2 separate regions of the Oryzias latipes genome follow, and region 2 is linked to region 1. The links are chromatin contacts, called in public Hi-C maps. All regions are on one chromosome and are shown on one strand. The core of a region is the stretch at or near the end of the contact, and the rest is flanking DNA. Distances in the headings are between cores, read along the strand shown.

What was found. Hi-C and Micro-C count contacts between places; a contact is called where the count stands out from the background.
Region 2: a contact with region 1 is called in a Hi-C map of embryo, with 1.8 times the contacts expected there. The contact joins the promoter of pim3 here to the enhancer-like site in region 1. A contact is called at or near these places in 2 of 5 Hi-C or Micro-C datasets (embryo and fibroblasts).

What each region holds. Positions count from the first base shown.
Region 1 is chr23:7,187,914-7,193,623 of ASM223467v1, reverse strand. No RefSeq gene overlaps it. Among protein-coding and RNA genes, the nearest start is that of LOC111946949, 3.7 kb to the right of the region's middle. Within about 2 kb of position 3,178, at least 1 of the 8 cell types and tissues checked has an H3K27ac peak or open chromatin away from gene starts, as enhancers often do.
Region 2 is chr23:7,256,288-7,261,997 of ASM223467v1, reverse strand. It overlaps pim3 (serine/threonine-protein kinase pim-3), which reads right to left and starts at 3,634. Exons shown (of 6, transcript XM_004082907.4): 1 at 3,156-3,634; 2 at 2,960-3,069; 3 at 2,829-2,879; 4 at 2,367-2,730; 5 at 1,665-1,841; 6 at 1-1,518. The coding sequence starts at 3,240. The coding sequence ends at 1,316.

The DNA of each region.
Region 1 (5,710 bases), core at 1,929-4,428:
AGCAAGGAACCAGTTCTCACACCTTAGTTATGACTAAAGTGTGGCGTAAGGACACCATACAACAGCATCACACGTACATCATAAGTGTGTGTAAATATTTTGCGATACACTTACTACATGCGCGAAAATTGCATGTTCCATTTTTGTGACATCTCTTGAGGTGGCCGAACAAGCCTAAAAGTAATTGCAACATACACTTGTACTCCCCTTAACCCTTGTGCTGTCCAAGGCACTTAAACGTTGGTAGTGGGGTCATCTAGACCCACTAGACAGTGCTCTGAACAATTTTTCTTCAATGATTTGTGATTTTCACTGGTGTCCATGGATTACATGAAATCGTCTCCACCTTTATCCACCTTTGTCATGGTAGGGAGAACACGTCAATGGAAGGGTGGGGTCATTTTGACCCTACAAGATAGCACAAGGGTTAAGATTGTGCACCTTTTTACGGTCTTTAAACCTGGACAACCCAAAAACGCTCAGCCGCCGTACGGGTCAACCCCCGGATGAATAAAGCATCAGTCAATTCAATCAGTGTAACGATTAATCGATTTATAATCCTATAATCCAACCATATCGATCTGTCTGAGGCAGGTTGTTAACCGATTCGACCTATGACCTCATGATATTTTTTCAAAATGAAATTAATAATCAATACTGGAAAAATACCATTTGGATTGAGGCTAAAGATGTCCTAGGTTGATTTTAAGTTAGTGAATAAGATCGTTAAAAAAGGAACCAAAATTGACTATGAATCACATCGTCAATCAAGAATTATATTATATGAATCGAATCTTTGTTCAAATTGATCGCTACAACCCCAAATCATTATGTTACCAAATTTTTTCACTTTCGTCCGTCCATTTTCCTGATTTCTTGTGCAACATTTACCCAACTTTGACTTGGTTTTGGGAGCGTTTTGATAGCTGCTTAGCCCTCAGGCCTGGCTAATAAAAGGAAACATCTAAAGGTGTTGGATTAACCCATCAGTTCTCGACTAATCTCACAAGTGTGTATGCATGATCAAATAACTGCTTTAGCCCTTGTGCTATCTTGTGGGGTCCAGATGACCCCACTCCCAGCGTTAACATGCCTCCAAGCAACATTTGCAAAAGGAAAAAACAAATCAATCCAGCAAACAGCTATTTTAAAAGTTGCTTCAAAATTAGAAAGATTGGATTGGAGTCTTTGGTTGTAACAATCCCAACAATTAAAAAGTAGTCTGTATCTACAATACAATTGATTGCAGGCTTAAATGAATGCAAACACAAACAAAAAATAAACGAATAACGTCAAAGAAAACAGTTCGTTGGAGGCTGCAAGGTTTTGTCAATAGTCTAGCGAGCCCTGCAGCTTTCCTTCAGTGTCGTCACCAAACATATCTTGCTTTAGGCTTGAATCCACCACACATCTGTGGAATAAATACCACAGTATGAAACAATATCAAGAGCATCGGAGTTGGGGCATGTTCATGTGTAGAACAGTTTGTCGCTACGTTGTTGCTTCATTTATCCTTTTTATATTCTTGTGCTTAACAATGTAGAACAAATTACCTCTTAAGTTTTACAAACCTTTTTTTTATTTGGCAACAGCATGTCTGATAACTTGAATGAAGTAGCATGTTGGGCGTTTTTCAACTCATTTAGAGTATAGTCATTGAAGGATCAACTCCCTAACCTCCTTATTCGCACGTTAGCTTTTTAACCCTTTAACACCAGTGATGTCACCACTGACACCAAAATAACTCACTTTCTTTGACCTGTCGTGACACTGCCATTTTGCCTAAATTTGAGTCTTAATAACATTTTTCCGTTCTGATGAGGTACTTTTTTAACACCTAGGTCTGCACCAAGTAGAAAAACTATATTTGGTTGAATGTTATAAAGCTTTCAACCCATTGATTTCCTGTCTCTCTATTTTTTTTATGGTATCTTCCGCCATTTTTTTTTGCAGTGTAACTCCTACAAGTTTTCATGGTTGAATTTAACTATTCAACCATTAAAATGTTTCGCTTTTTCCAGCTATGACTTTTGGTCCTTCAGATCCTTGAATTTTTCAAGATATCCCCGGATTCTCCAGGATTTCTGTCTTCGTTGAAATACAAGAGGAATCCTCGGTACAGAAGCTCACTGGTTCGATACCCGGCACTGGCATTTTTCATAAAAATATATTTTTTTGTCATTGTGCTGTTTTCACTTTATTTATGGTCAACTTTCATAATTTCTTTATTTAATTTTTCAAGTTTTTTTGCCAATTACTACCCTTTTCATTTTCATTCAACAATATAGCATTCAACCCTGCATTTTCTCCGGGAAGCTCCTTCTAGTTTATGTTGTGTTCCCAAAATGGAAAAATTCACTAGTATTACTGTCTTTTTTTTTTTCTTTTTTTATTAAAGACTTGCTTTAAATATTTCCATAACTCTCCTATTGTTCGTGGACAGTCAGAATCCCAACTCACTGGTTTTAGGTTTGATCCTACTGGTTCATGCGGTACAACAGTGGGCCAGATCAAAAAAAAAGTGCACTCACTGCCCCCACCGCCACCACCCCCACCCATCTGAATTCCACTTTTATCCCCATTTCTGCTCACAGACTGTCCCTCCTCACCTCCCCCATCTGCGTTGCATTTCTGCTGACCCCTCTCCTGGGTTCTTCTGTCAAGAAGATGCCAAATACCAGCCGGTGCCAAGAGCCATGGCTAAGCATACAGCTGCATGAGGCCAGGGCCTGATTTATCCCGACGGGGTGCACCTGAGCGCCCATTGCACTGCAGGAATCCACACACACCTTTCTGAAGACGCACCTTTTTTCCACACCCTTGTGCAATTGTCAAATTTCTCCCACTTACTCGCCACCCCCCACCTCTGCTTTTGAATCCTCCTGAAAGGAAGCAGGGAAAAACTCTCCACTCCAAGTTTTCTGGAGCCCAGATGTTGGAGAATGGAATGTTAGGAATGCAGAGCAGCTACAACAACAACAAAAAAAAAAAAATGTGGCAGACACAATAGAAAGGACCTGCTGTAATGTAGGTAAGGGGAGGATGGGAGAAAGTGGAGCAGAGGAGGAGGAGGAGGAGGAGGAGGCAGGAGAGGGCACTGGGTACGCCGTGTCCTTAAAAAGCCTCCGCTGAAGCGGAGGGAGATGGGAGGAGACAGTGAGCAGCAGCGGTTCAGCTGGGAAAGAGGTTAGTAAACCAGTGGAAATTGGATAACAGCCTCCTTACGTCGCCACGGTTTCACATAATGAGGACTCAGTGAATGAAAATGAGAGATTAACCGAGATATGGTGGGGGGACAGATGGCGATGATTTAATCTCGTCTGTACAAATCCCGCACATATGATGGTTTTAGGAGGGGATACGCGGCGTGTGCCGGTTTTTGTCCAAACACTTGAGCCAATTAGGCGATCTTTGATTGAGTCCTGGCGATAAAATTGGCCGGAAAAAAGGGGTTTTGAAATTGCCGCAGTCTGTGCCGCAGTGTCACTCTGTCCTCCCTTTCTCCACATCTTTGTTTTTTCTTTTTAGTTTTTTTTTTTTTTTTTTAGGGAACGATTTGTCCTTCGCAGAAAAATGTCACACCACCCTGTCAGCTCTGACTCCATCCTGGCTTCCTCCACACCCACCCACTGTCTGTCTGTCTGTCTGTCATTCCCTTTCCCCCCCTTCTTCTTCTTCTTCTTCTTTTTCCTCTCTGTGGTTTCCCTCTCCACCCCTTTTCACATCGGATCATATCCTCCTTCCATCCTCGCCTCTCTTGTGTTCTCCTTCCTCGCCCTCCCCTCCGCTGTGCGTCTGAGACGGAGGACTACAACCACCGGCAGTAACAACTCTGCGAATGTGTCAGCAGCTCTCACACACACACACACACACTGTGGTCGACACACCAGGACTACAGCTGTCCGCTCAGTTCAATTAAAGATGGGAGCTTCTGAACAGATTTGACGTTTCCTCCCCCCCCAAAAAAACACACAAATAATCAAAAAAAACTACCAATAATTCAGCACCAGGTTCTTTGAGACATCATGACAGGAATCGCTGCACCCCAATGCTTCGAGCACACCAGGCATTTGTAGGTTTTTTTACTCATATTAGGCATACAGAGTTCCTACTGAACTGTCGCCATACTAACGCATGTACCTACATTTGGAAGACGCTTGGTGCGAAATGTCAAAGCGGTCCAAATATCGTGAATCTCGCTCCAGGGTTTTTCTTTCACCGCTCTATTCTGATAAACAAAAGACTTGGTGTCATACGATTCCGACAGGATAAAATCTGCAGTATTAAGTTCTCCTTCGTGATCAACGGTTGGTACTCCCATGTTTGGAAAAGGATATGAACCCACCAAATCGGAGTCCCTGAATAGTCAAACTAGTCAACTAGTTTAACTTGGGGGCATTTTGTATTCGCAGAGCACAAATATGGACTTCAAAACGTACGTAGTGGCGTGTGAACGGGAGAGTTTCGAACGCGGAAGCCTTTGACATGGATATTTCATTGGAAGTGGTTGCCTAAACGCACGTTTTCAAGCCCAGCATGATTATAGCATCAGGCTACCTGAGCCCTTGATGCCATGCAGAAGGGTATCAAATACGACACAGACGTATTATCCAGTGTGTGGGTGTGCATGCCCCCACTAAAGACAGTTACTTTGTCATGTGGAAGTTTGTGGGAATGTCTTGCCATTTGGCAAAAAAAACTCAATCATATTTAAATTTGGCCCAAAAGCAACATCTCAACCGGCTTCCTGCTAATTCAGCATCACGATTTTCCGACGTAAGAAAGAGTTTGAATTGGCTCACTCTCAGACAACGGAATACCAGTTGGGTCGTCCATGTGGCTCTCAAGCGCTCTCATGGCAGCTGTAATCGAGCTGGTGCATCAGTGGACTGTAACTTGACAGTGGTTCAGTGAGCATGAGCCGTGACGAATTTCCATCAGAACGAATAAATGCTGCACTCGACTGTTCTGGCCTGTGTGCTTTTTAGTCCCTGTCACCATTTGGTGTGACTAGAGTGGCCTGGTTAACATAGGAGGCAGATGACCTTAAAGTTCAGGAACAGGTTTTTAATTATCAGCTCACACACCTTGGCTGCTCAGCTCACACACACTCATCCTGCTTCACACTGAAGCTCCTTCCCTTTTATGGGCTCCTGTTGATTGGCTGGCCACGCCCAGGAAGGAAGCCACTATAAACAGCCACAATAAAGAAAAAGGCTGTGTCCGAATTACCGCCCTAACCCATATATAGTGCACTATATAGTGCGGTCGCCATTTTGTAGTGCTGTCCGAATCTACAGTTCAAAAATCATGTGCACTAGAAATTTCCCAGAATTCTCTTCGAAAAACCAGTGTGGATCGATGCTCACTCGATCGGCGAATATTGCCCAGAATGCACTGCATTCATACCAGAATGCATTGCGTGTGACCCACACTGCGCTTGAATGATTCGAAGATGGCGGACGGTTGCGCAAGAAAGAGGACTTAAAATTGTAAGTATATTTAAAAGTATCAAGTATCTGTTGTAAAATATATTTGTAAATACGTAAGATGATGTGTTTAATAGGTTATATTCCTCAATCGACTATCTACATTGTTTTGAAGCTCATCAATTTCGGTAATGCTAAAGCTAACGCTAGCGCGAATTAGCGCCGAATGCTAAAAACAAACGCTGTTGATATTACATAAAAAATGAGTAAGTTCTAACCGT
Region 2 (5,710 bases), core at 2,385-4,884, 68 kb before region 1:
CATGAAAAGCTCGTCCTCCCGCCGTTTAGCCTCTTATAGAACTAAAAACAAACAAACCAGATGGATTACTCTGATTCATTCAACATTAAATAACATTCAACCGCTCATGTCAACTTTTAGGTAAACAGTTTATTCTGTTTTACATCTGCTTCAGTGCATCCTCCACATCTAAAGAAAAACAAAATGATGCTGGAACTGTAAAAAATAAGTTATAGGAATGCAAATAAATCAAAGGCCATAGAGGATATGCATTTCATCTTCTTTTAGGGGAGATTGTAGACAATAAATAAATAAATAACCACAAGAGTGTGGAATGTCTACATGTGTACAAATAAATTAAATGCAAATGGAAAAAAAAGAAGAAAAAAACAAAAACACACAAATAAGAAAAAAAAACCTGTACATTTGCAGGGGGAAAAAGAAAAATAATAAAAATGAATGAATATTGCATTGTTTGTGCATTTCACACCCCCAACTCTGATAAGAGGTCAGGAGTGAGAAGGGAGGGGGCAGGGGGGCATGTCGAGTAGTGAGATGGTGGGAGGTACCTTAACGGGAGGATGCTAAACCCCGCCCACTCTCCTGCAACAGCTGAGCGGGGTGGGTGTGGAGCGGCGCGTCACCAACAGGTCGCAGACATTCAGAACAGAAGATCCAGTTTCTGAACAGCTGTTCAGGCTTTTCGAGTGAAGGAGCAGCGTCGAGTCGATTTCAAGTATTCCGCCTTTAAAGGAAGAGGCTCCGCCTCCCCTGGCGGCGCCTCTGGGCCAGTGGGTGATTTGTGTGTAACAACGGAGATTTAAAAATGAAAAGAAAGAAAAAATGTATATATAAATGGCGACACCTGCCCGTCACAACAGAAAAGAGCCCACCCCCCACCCCCAAGAAAAGCAGCTTTCTAGTTAAAAGAAAAAAAGGCACTCCAAAAATCAAAAATAAAACATTTAAATAACTCTTCTACAAGCTCTATGAGAGCAGCCATGTCTGCGTAGGAGGGCCTTGCCAGCCGTTTACCAGCCTAGTAACAAAGAAAACCTAGTGAAAAGGTGAGGGGGGGTAAATAGTGCTGGTAAGACCACCCCAATAGCAAAAAATGTTCCTCATCAGGAAACAAGTATATTTAACTGAAATGAAAAAAAAGGGGGGGGGGGGTTAGAACAGAACAGTAATAAATTATAAATTCCCTACAAAAGAGGAAAAGAAAATTCTTGCACGGCCAGCAGAACCGGGCCGCTCTCAGCCCGCTGGCCTCCAAAGTCTGTGATACCCAGATTCACCCCCCCCAGAAAGTCCTTTCAGTCCATCAGAGCTATGCTCAGAGGCTCTCCTTGCTCGAGCTTGTGCTTGACGAAGAGTCTGTGCCGATGGTTCGTAGGCGGATCTCTCCGGCCGCCGGCTCCTCTGAGGACTTGGGCGATTCGGACGCCATCCTCATCCAGGGGTGGTCGCAAATCTGGTCCAGAGTGGGCCGGTCGGAGGGTCGCAGCGCCAGGCACCATTTGATGATCTGCTGGCACTCTGAGGGAGGTGACAGAATGCGTCACACATCACTATTATGTCACCCAAAATTAATTTAAGAAAATCTGCAGAGTGGGGTTGGTGTAGTACCACCGGTTACAGCTAGGTGGCGTCAGAGCCACTCTGTTTGAGACCCTGTGACTTACCAGGTGAGACCCTCCTCCTGAAGTAGACTTTTCCTCTGAGGATCTCCTCATCCTGCTCAAAGGGGATGTCTCCACACACCATGTCGTACAGCAGCACGCCTAGCGACCACACTGTTGCCGAGCGACCGTGGTATCTATGGAAACGGATCCACTCAGGTGGGCTGTAAACTCTTGTACCTGCAAGAAAACAAAAGAGGAAAAAGCGGGGAGGTTGAGTGACAGCGAATGCATCACTTTTCAGCCTTCACATAAAAGCCAAATAAAGAAATAAAGCGCCCCCACCCTTTGTGTCTCGTAACCCCCCCTCCCTCATGAAAGGAGGAATTTAGATCCCAACGTGAGCCAATCACGTGAGCCGCCGGCTCGGGTTTCACAACAAACAGATGTTACGTGGCACCGTGACTCAGACGGCGACAAACTAATGACCGGAAACAGCAAAAGATAAACAGCACAGTCACATATTTCTGTTTTGCATGAAAAATCTGAGTCACCTCGGTGATATTTTCACCAACAGACCGGGAGACTTGGCGAGGAAAACCCTCCACCAAAAACAGAACACTGCGTCACGCGGCAGTGAACGCCTCCGCGTCTCAATATAGCGCGGCAGGAAAGGGCACGCGCGACACCTAGCTTAATGCATATCCACGACCATAAAAACAATAAACGCTACAGCCAACAAGAAGGATAAAAATGATTCCTCACCGTCAAAATCCGTGTAGACCGTGTCCTTCAGAATGGCCCCTGAACCAAAATCGATCAATTTGAGCTCCCCGGTGCGTAAATCCACCAGCAGGTTTTCGTCTTTGATGTCCCGGTGGACGACGCCGCAGCTGTAGCAGTGTCGGACCGCCTCCAAAACCTGGCGGAAAAAGCCGCGCGCCGTGCCTTCGTCCAGGGCTCCCTTCTCGGTGATAAAGTCGAACAGGTCCTTGACCAGGTCGGGCCTCTCCATGACGATGAGCCAGCCGTCCGGCCGCTCGTAGTAATCCAGCAGTTTGATAACTCCCCGAAAAGACGAGCTGACCTTCTTCAGCAGCAGGATCTCCAACGGAACCATGACTCCGTTCTGCGACAACAATTGAGATTTTTAAAGTAACAGAAGAGACCCCCCGGTGACAAATCGCGGGGGTGGCAGGGACCAAAACAAATCACACGGGGACTTACAATTGAACCCCACTCTGTCACCCTTTCCTTCGCGACGTGTTTCACAGCAACCTGGAACAACAAAGCACACGTTGTTAAGGTCGACCGAACCACATGGGGGGATGAAAACACAAAGTTCGCCATGTCCTTACCGGCGCGCCATCGGAGATCCGATTGCCGGCATACACCGTCCCAAACCCTCCGCTGCCCAGCACCGACCCCACCTGGTAAACCCTCTCGAAGGGCTCCTTCTCCACTTTAACTGCAAGGAAAAATATTAATTTAATTAAAATCGTTAAGGAGCTTCTTTCATCTTAAAAAAAACGACGGTCATTGAAGGCAACATACCCGGCGGGAGTATCTTCACTGGAATATGGTCCATACTTGAAGGATTGCAAATGTGCGAAAATGAACCTAACTTTGTAAGCAGCATATTCGAGCGGAAAATCAACTGTAAACGGTTCTTGAGTGACTATCTAGAGGAATCTTTCCCACACAAAAATAAAGATAGAATTTAAGAAGAGGCGCAGTTTCTGCAATGGTGCGGCTGCAGTGAAGTAAATCCAGTCCAGCAGTGCGCCAACTCCGCCGCACCGCGCCCGTCAAAGTCGTGTCACGACCGTGAAGTCGCTGCCAGCTCAGCCGACAACCAGCATTAATCTGGCCACTTTGTTCCGGCGCAAATAAAAAAGGGTCCGCTTTTGTAAGAAAAAAAATAAAGAAGTAAACTCTTCAACGCGATGCAGCTGTAGTACTCGCCGTTTAAATGGCCACTACGGTATGTTATTATCCCAGAGAGTGGCCGCTGTCTGAGCTTTGGCGCGGTCTTCCCAAGCCAATATTTTGACGCGCAACCCCTCTCGTTGTATCCCTCCGCCACCAATACAAACCGACACTTTCGTCTAATTTCAACCTTACAGTCTATGTTTTTGACAAATATCACCCTCCGTCCCACCAATAAGCGTATTCTATTATTAAATTACACTCTTAATCAAATTCTCCAGCGATATAATAAATTTAGCACTGCACTATTTTTTCATAGTACGAGACGCTCAGGAATCCCTTGTCTGGAAGCTTTGCGCTGTGTTCCCTCTGCACTCAACGGCGACAGCCAATCAAATCGTTTCTATAAATAACGTGCTCCGTCTCCTGACCAATCCGGAGCTCGCTTTCACAGTAAAGCAAGCGTTTGAGCACACGTGGCGGCAACTCCTGTAGACCCCCCTTTCCCCTTTCCCCTGTTTTTCTGCAGCTACAGACAAAATGGATTGAGTGTAAAGTTCAGCTTTTATTGGCATTCCAACTAATTATTATCTCTTTAAAGTTGCTGTGAAGCACAATGTCACTTCACTTCCTTGAACAGTTTGTTTACTATTTGTCAAACCTTTTACTATACAGTGACAAAATTACTAGCTAATATTGTTTCCGCCATTAGTTGGCATTTTATTGATCAAACAAATACAAATTGTTGGAGCATTGAAAAAAAATAAAACGATATTAATTAGCAGCAGTAAAAACATATATGTAAATATATTTAAAGTAACTAAAAAGACGGTAAAAGGAATTGCTGTATTAATTTAAGTAAACATTTTTGTTAAGGAGAAACAGCTTTTTTTCCGCACATTGGAGTTCTAGTTTGCACTGTAAGGTCATTAATGTTTAGACTATACTTTAAACACGCTACACTGCAATAACTCAAATTTAAAGAACACGAAAAGACCCTCGTTTAAAGGAAAAAAAATCTTATTTTCTGAGTTGCAAGAAAAAATATTTTCTTAAGAAAGTTTTTCAATTGCAAAATAATAATAAGTTCAAGGAATCATGTCTCAATGACTTTAATTTTACATAGAATTTTTGGTGATACAGTTGTTTTTACCACATTGGTAGATTTTGCTTATGTAAAGAAAAATGTAGACATTTTAAGATTTTTTTTTTACTTAATTCTACTGGGCTTGGTTTTGCAGTGTACCTAGCATGCTTAAATTGAACTTTTCATAAAACCTTACATATAAACATCATATGCACAAGTACTAGAATGAATGACAATGTTCAAATTTTCAAAAAAGGCTTTGGATGGGGTTCCAAACTTCCAAGCTCTCTTTTTTAATTGTATCCAGGCTTAAATTTATACAAACATCGGTTCTGAACAAAAAAAGACTTAAATTTGAAAAAAAATCTAAACTCAATCATTTTTAAAAATATTTTATATTGAAAGGTATTATGAGTTAAAATACAGTGTCTGTGAAATGTCTGCATTACTCAAAAATGAAAGTCAGTTTAACCCCAGATCTCGCTTACCTTGCGAGAACACAAAGTAACATTTGATCACAGAACAGTAACAGCTGCTCTAACATTAGTTGGTTATTGAGGAACATGTGAACATAGTCCTTTTATTATTGGACAGAGATACATTTCCAGCAGTGGACGGGTTGTGTTTAAGGTTCCCTGCACCTTTAGCTAGGACTGCTGTTTAAAGAACATTCATTTCTGCTCTAAGTGATCCTAAAAATTTATTAAATTTGACTTAACGGAATGCATGACCCTCGTTTGAAGTTATATTGGATTGTTTTATGATAGAGAACACTAGCTTAGGGGGGGCCTCTTTACATTTTTTAGCCCAGTGCCCCCAAATTTGATTGGGGTACCACTGCTAAATCTATAAAAATGACCTAAATCTTCTGAAACTGTCAGATCATAAACAATAATTAAAACTAGATTCGTTTTTACTAAAGGCATTTCAATTTTATTCGACTTGCAAGAACACGGAAAAAAACAAACAAACATCTAGCTGACAGCTGGATCCAAGGAGCCAGCTGTTCCACTTCTGTTTGAGAACTTTCCAGCCTCATCCCATAATGTCTATCATGGCCTTGCCTGTCGTTGAACTTTCCACTCTTTATCTT